2 separate regions of the Mus musculus genome follow, and region 2 is linked to region 1. Evidence: chromatin contacts called from public promoter capture Hi-C data. All regions are on one chromosome and are shown on one strand. Each heading gives the region's core, a stretch centred on a gene start, on an enhancer-like site or on the middle of the called end of the contact. The rest is flanking DNA. Distances are from core to core; before and after follow the strand shown.

Region 1 (3,462 bases), core at 226-2,725:
GTCCTGGGTCTCCCGGAGGAGCATGCTTAGGTAGTAAAGGTTTTTCATTAGCCAGGCGGAAGAAAAACTCAAGCTACTGTTTTAAATATAAGGAATGACTACTACGTTAAAAGTATCCATTTAAGTGAGGTATTGAGCAAAGACGAGTTGGGAATTCAAATGGGTTTTGTGGCTTCCATCAAAACTGAATGATTTTCCTTGATACTCTCAATGAAGAAAGATAGGTAAAAGTGCTACCCTCTGAGTCCTTTAAAAAATATACTACATGCGTATACATACATGGTTTCCTAACTGACCTTGGCCAGTTTCACTACTACAGCTCCTCAAATCCCTTGGGAACCAAAGGGCCCAAATGAGTGGAATTCTGTCGTGCCAATCCCACGGTTCCCTTCCCTACTGAAAAGCCCACCCCGAGTTCTAAAAAGCCCACCATTTCAGACCCTCTGACAACTAAAAATAACCAGCAAACCATCTTATCCTAAATTGTTTAACCCTTGGTTAGCTAGTGTCACCAGGAACCCTGAGCCTTGGGACATCTGGTCATGGGTCCATTCCATTTTTTTCCCCCTTATTTCCCTGCTTTCTTCACTGACTCTTCCCATAATCAAGTATACTTCCTCAGGCTTACAACTGACACCATCTCCCCGTCTTAAATAATCAAACGTGGATTCCTTTCTCTGGTATAGGTGCCAGGTCCTTCTCTTCCCGGTGTCTTGCACCCCACCGCACACCCTCAGCCCCATGCCCCAGCCGTCCTGGGAAGCCTGAGGCAGCCAGTTTGCGCGTCTCCCCCATCCTGTGGTCCACATTTCATATGCCCCTGCCCTCGTTCTGATGGTTTCCTAATTGCTGGTTCCGGAGTCTTCCTGGCGTGCAGTCCGCCGGCCCCCAGAGAGTTCCAACGCCTCCTTTCCAGTCACCCCCCCCCCCCGACCCTGCGCACAGCCCTGGGGACCTCTCCGATGTCCAGCTGCTAAGTTCCCGGAGCCCCCCCTTCCGGAACCCCTCCGCTCTGAGGTCCCTGCCTTCTCCCGCCAGCACCGGTCCCCACTGCTGACCCTGACCCGAGCCCCGGGGAATCGCGGACTCCCCTGGCCCCACCGCCCTGCTGCAACGCCCCCCGGGCAGCGCAGCCCGCAGCCGCGCGGTCCCCAGCGCCACTACCTTGGCCTTGGTGACGAGGTGCGTGGCCCGCTTGACCACAGCGAAGTTGCCCTTGCCGATGGTGCGGTCGATCTCGTAGTAGCCGATGCGAGCGGCCATCGACCCGCGGGAGGCCGGGGCTGTGGGACGCGCCGGGACGGCGGCCGGGGGCACTGCGGCGGGGGCTGCCGGGGGCCCCGCGGCGGGCGGAGGCAGCAGGCGGCCGGCCGGCCCGGCTCCCCCTGCTCCGGCCACGGCAACCCCGCCAGCTCCGCTCGCCGCCGCCGCCGCCATCTTGTTGTGCAGTGAAACCTCCGGGGCCGCGGGGAGCCGGCCGGGGGGGAGGGGGCGCGGGGGGGCCGAAAGAGGGGGGTTGCCGACAGACGTCACTCCGGGAGGCGGGGCTCCCGCGCCGCCGGGCGCCCGACGCCATGGCAACCGCGCGTCACGTGCGGACGCGCGTCACTGCCCGAAGCCATGGCAACCGTGACCTCACCGGGCGAGCTCGACCTTCCCGCGTGGGTCCCTGTTCCTGAGGCGCCGGCTCCCTAGTGCCCCCCTCTGGGGAACAGGCATTGAAAACGTCGAGGGTCAGCAGCAACTTCTAAGCTTCCGCCGCGCCTAGCGAGGTAGGGATATGAGATGGGGAGACCCCAGAACCAGACTCCCGATGGCCCCTGGTTCGCTGATGGGATCCCTGCTCCGACCTGTGTCCCAGTTCAGTCATCACCAAACCTCCCTTAAAAGGATTTCCTCGTCACCAAAAATACCAGCCTTGTCCCACTTTAGCCCTGGAGGCCACAGAGGCAGGAATAGCTACAGTATTTAAGCAACTGTAACCAAGTTGGTAGCAAGGCAGGGGAATTGTTCAGCAAAAACTCTTACAAAGCCCAGCTCACTTCGTACAATCAATCTAATAAGTCATCGAACACAGAAGAGTGCGGAAATTAGAGTTTGCATATTCAAGGATGTTGAACCCATCCCAAACATGCGTTCCAGTCTTTGGGTGGGTGAGGGCCAGAAAAGGACCGTCATTTTCCTTCCTGCCACCCCTGACTCGGAACAATTCTCCAGCCAGTTGGTCAGAATCTCTTCACTCGTTTTCTGTTGCTGGGTTAGTACTGGTGAAGTGTGTTGCATTCAGGGCCACGTCATGCTTAAAGATGAGCAATCCGTTAAGCAAAACGAGTAACTAATATAAATTCCATCCCTACTAATGACTCTCCAAGGACATTAAGAGTGATCAAATTAATAACCCCTGCAATAAAACTCATATCCCTCTTTCTTCCCTCCTGTTATCTGACATTCCACATCCTGGGCTGTAACTGAGCCTCTCCCCCTCCTCCTTCCTTATTAAGTAGATTGATTTATCTGCCTCTGGTGGGGATAGGAAATTGGGCTGTAAAGGAGAGATAGCCTTTGGTCCGTTAGAAAAGGAAGGAAGAAGGCTGTGTGCATTCCTCTATATAATTGTATCTCATGTATCCAGTGCTATTCTACCCACACCTGTATCTCCCTCCATGGCACAGGAGTATTGTCACATCTCTGTGCAGTATCAAAAAGTGACATCCAGGTCACTGGGTATGTGAGAAAGGAAATACATGCTTACCCTTTCTGACCACAGGTCTTTCCCCAATGTTCTGATTCCCCCCATGTGACATAAGTAATGGCTGGGTCTAGGATGGGACAGAGGGGTCATCCCACAACTGCCTTGAATCAGTTCCCTGGTGGCTATTTCAAATTGCCAGCACAATTAACACTAATTGGCTCCTTTACAAGCAAATAAAGACAGGGATGAAGTGGACCTTGCTTCTTAGGCTGCTTAAACCTATTCATCAAGTGAGATTACGAAATCTGAGATGAATGATTGGGTGTGGCCCTTACAACTTCATGGCCCTTGCTGGAATCTAGCAAAGCCAATAACTTAGGGGCTGGACCTCAGAATGAGGTTTACCATCTCCCTGGAGGTGGGGAGCTCTCCTGGTAAGACAAAGAAAAACAAGCTTTCTCTCTGGAAGGCTTAGAATCAGTACTGAAGCCACTCTTGTCTAGGCTGTGCACCCAGAGTGTCTTCCACTCTTAGACATTTAGACATAATTGGAAAATTTGTTTGTTTTGATCAAATTCTCTCTTCTTCTTCTTCTTCTTCTTCTTCTTTCTCTCTCTCTCTCTCTCTCTCTCTCTCTCTCTCTCTCTGAGACAGTCTCTCTCCATGTAGTCCTGGATATCCTGGAACTGAATACGTAATCAAGCCAGCCTCAAACACACAGATCCACCTGCCTCTGCTTCCCCTGTGCTGGATTAAAGGCTTGTAGCTAC
Region 2 (3,012 bases), core at 127-2,626, 140 kb before region 1:
TGGGCTCCCCCCACCCATTAGTTTGCTCTCAGTCTAATATCAGGTGGGTGTGCCAGGAAACCAATGGCCTGCAGTTTCATTCCCTGTAGAAACCTGCCTTTCAGTGGTCTGCTGACAAATGGTTGCTTTATGTTCCTACAGACTCAGTGGGCAGGAAGCAAATATTCAAGTCCAGATGGGATATTTAACCTCTGAGGGAGAAACCCAGAACAGTAGCCAGCCTACACTTACACAGTCAGAGGATCTGAATCTACAGTGGGGCACTTTCACACAGTGAAACAGTCAAAGAAAAGCAGTCTGGACTTCAGCAGGATTCCAGCTAGAAGTAACTTCCTCCAGGCCATTTGGTGAGCTAGCTCTCCTGTGTCTTGGCTACCAATGCCAGCCCTGATAGAGTCTCAACTGTACCCAGACCTTGGCTTCTGATCAGCTTCTGATTCTTGCCCTTCCTTCCCTCAGCAGACATCAAGGAGACACCTGCTATGTAAAGTCTGCCATGCCGACCTTTCCCAGCACTAACTGGCAGCTTATTGTTGAAATGTGGTGCTGATTTAAGTGTTCTTTACTGTAACATGGCTCCAGCCAGCTAAAACAGAAATGCATTTCCTTCCCTTTTGAGGTCTTATCAAAAGTGGGGCAGAGGATCTCTTCCCACTTACCAGTCATGGCAGGTCACTTGCCATGGGTCCTCAGGTGCTCGCCCATGAAGTCTTTCAAACATCAGTGGCACTCTGAGGCTCACATACCCTCTGAGGGTGACAGAATAATGAATGGAGTCTGCAGTTCAAAAACACTACAGCACTAGCACACAGACCTGCCTCAGAATTCACTCTCACTCTGTCCCAGTCTACTGGGGCACCAAGTGGAGGTGGGATATGCTGTGGATATTCAAGTTCGAACCTTTCAAAGAATAAAACACACAGGCCAGTTTTTGCTTGCCTAGACCAGCAGCCTCACTGGCGTCTTAGAGGTATGCCACTAATAGAACAGAGGAAGGGAGCTAACATTTCTTAAAATAAGTCACTTTTCCACTCTGTGCAGACTGTCTCCTTCTTCAGAGCTGATGGAAACCACGGCAGGTCAAGCAATGGGCAAAACTGTTTCCTGAGATGGAAGGTGAGCGCAGCCTCACCTCTGCTGGTCTTGTGTGGTGGCCTGAAACCATGTCTGCCCTTCCAAACTAACCAGAGCCAGCAACCCTTTAGAGTGCTACTTGGTTCTATCATTTGTTCTTCCTACAGCCCTGGAAACAACTTCCTGTTTATCAAGCAAATGCTTCTTTCCAAAAGAGCCAGGGTGAGGCCAAAATAACTCAAGCTGCCCGCAAGCAGGTTAATGAGAGTGCTCACTTTGCTCTCCTATTGTCCTCAGACGTGAAGGTCAGGGTGCCGCAGGGTAGAGGAAGCAGGCTTGGTGCTCTGTTTCCTGGCAGAAACACACAGAGGGCTTCTGGGCGTGCTAGGGGTTCTTTTTACAGTCTGTCTAGCTTGCCAGTGGTCCGTGTTGTACATTTCTTCTCCCAGACTCACAATCCAACACAGCAACGCAATCTATGAGCTCCACCCCCCAAAATTCCCAGAAGCCAGCAACTTCTCACGCTGGTTTCCACCCTGTCTAGCATCACCAATTGGGGTGAACAGCCACCAGATTTCAAGATCTCTTGATAACATGCCTAAGTATTATCTCCAATTCTGCCCAAGGCTTTCTGCATCTGTTCTCTAAACAGTCACAAGTCACTGGGAAGAGAATACAAACAGGTCCCCAGTACCTTCCTCAATGGCTAAGTCTTACACAATTAGAGAAGAGAAGCAAGGCCCAGAATCTGATATGGGTGTGATATGTATCCGTGTCGTTTTAGCACACATGCAGATACACAACCTTCTCACTGTAATCAGGATGCAGAATTACTGCCAGTTTTTCTTCCTGGGGAGTTACTCCTTGGTGAGAATGTCTGCACATGTGCACACAAGTAAGCCTGTCTTACTTAACTCCTGGCTCCAAAAGATACAGAGATATTCTACTACCCCAAAGTTCTCCCTACTACTCTGTCATGTTCTAACAGATACAGTGCTCTTGCCTTAGGACCGCTGTTCTCTCCTGACTTTCTCCCAGCAACATGTGAACTTTGATCGCATTACAGCCTTCTCCGAGTCCTCCCTTGACTGCCCTTTGATTTTATCTTAGTGTGGGTGTTATACTGGCATGCTTCTCTGTGTATCACGTGTGTGCCTGGTGACCACAGAAGCCAGAAGAGGGAGTCAGAGCCTCTAGAACTAGAGTCACAGAAGGTAGTGAGAAACCACGTGGATGCTAAGAATTGAACTCTGGTCCCCCTTCAAGAGCGGCAGGGGCTGTTAACAACTGAGCCAACTCTCCACTGCTCCTCTGGCCCCAGACTTTTCACACTTTATCATCTTCTGACTAATTACACATCTATGTAGTTTGTGTGTTGTTTGTCTCTCCTACTAACAAGTGTCAACAGGGATTTGTGTCTTCTGTATTCATCACTGCTTCTTGTACTTGTGCACTAGCTGGCACATGTGAAGTACTTGACATGTGTATGTTGTTCAGAGAACAGTGGCATGGGAAATGCAACCAGTACAAATGTGGATGCAGGACCCACCCACCAACAGAGTTCTGACCATATATTTTTTTAAACTCACTTTGCCACTAAGCAGGTTTTGTAAACTAAGGGCATTTTCTGTTCTTTTTAAATACTTTTGATACCTAGCCCATTTACATGATTACATGAAGCATGACTGATTTTCACAGGGCTCCGTATCTCTAAATCCAAAGGCCTGTTTGCTTGTGATAAGGCACCTCCTCCTATCCCAAAAGTCTTTTAATAAAATGTTAATTGTGGTTTCCTGCAGTAGAAACAGATGCCTCTCATACTGTCCCAGTGTATCAGCACAGGTTGGCTAGTCTGAATGATGCTTCTATTCTTGAGTTCCTACACGTAGAAAAAAATATCATGCGGTGTGCTTCCGTTTGTGTAGGAGGAACAGAAAA

Evidence for each region. Promoter capture Hi-C pulls out the DNA fragments that hold promoters and counts their contacts.
Region 2: a promoter capture Hi-C map of liver shows a contact between it and region 1. The contact joins the enhancer-like site here to the promoter of Sik3 in region 1. A contact is called at or near these places in 18 of 39 promoter capture datasets (3T3-L1-derived adipocytes, the C10 cell line, the HPC-7 cell line and 12 more), 2 of 15 datasets of contacts at CTCF or cohesin (CD8 T cells and the G1E-ER4 cell line), 28 of 484 Hi-C or Micro-C datasets (3T3-L1-derived adipocytes, the AtT-20 cell line, CD4 T cells and 13 more), 44 of 115 datasets of contacts at active chromatin or transcription factors (the 230-238 cell line, CD8 T cells, the HPC-7 cell line and 26 more) and 4 of 9 other capture datasets (adipose tissue, embryonic stem cells, liver and 1 more).

Annotation. Positions count from the first base shown.
Region 1 is chr9:46,010,833-46,014,294 of GRCm38.p6, reverse strand. Sik3 (SIK family kinase 3) reads right to left here and starts at 1,475. Exons shown (of 25, transcript NM_027498.3): 1 at 1,165-1,475. The coding sequence starts at 1,437. It also overlaps a transcript of Pafah1b2 not described here.
Region 2 is chr9:46,148,720-46,151,731 of GRCm38.p6, reverse strand. All of the region lies in intron 3 of Sik3 (SIK family kinase 3), which reads right to left. Among named protein-coding and RNA genes, the nearest start is that of Gm46110, 71 kb to the right of the region's middle. Within about 2 kb of position 1,376, at least 120 of the 459 cell types and tissues checked have an H3K27ac peak or open chromatin away from gene starts, as enhancers often do. A contact at or near this core is called in CD8 T cells, the G1E-ER4 cell line, the HPC-7 cell line and 21 more, where this site is marked.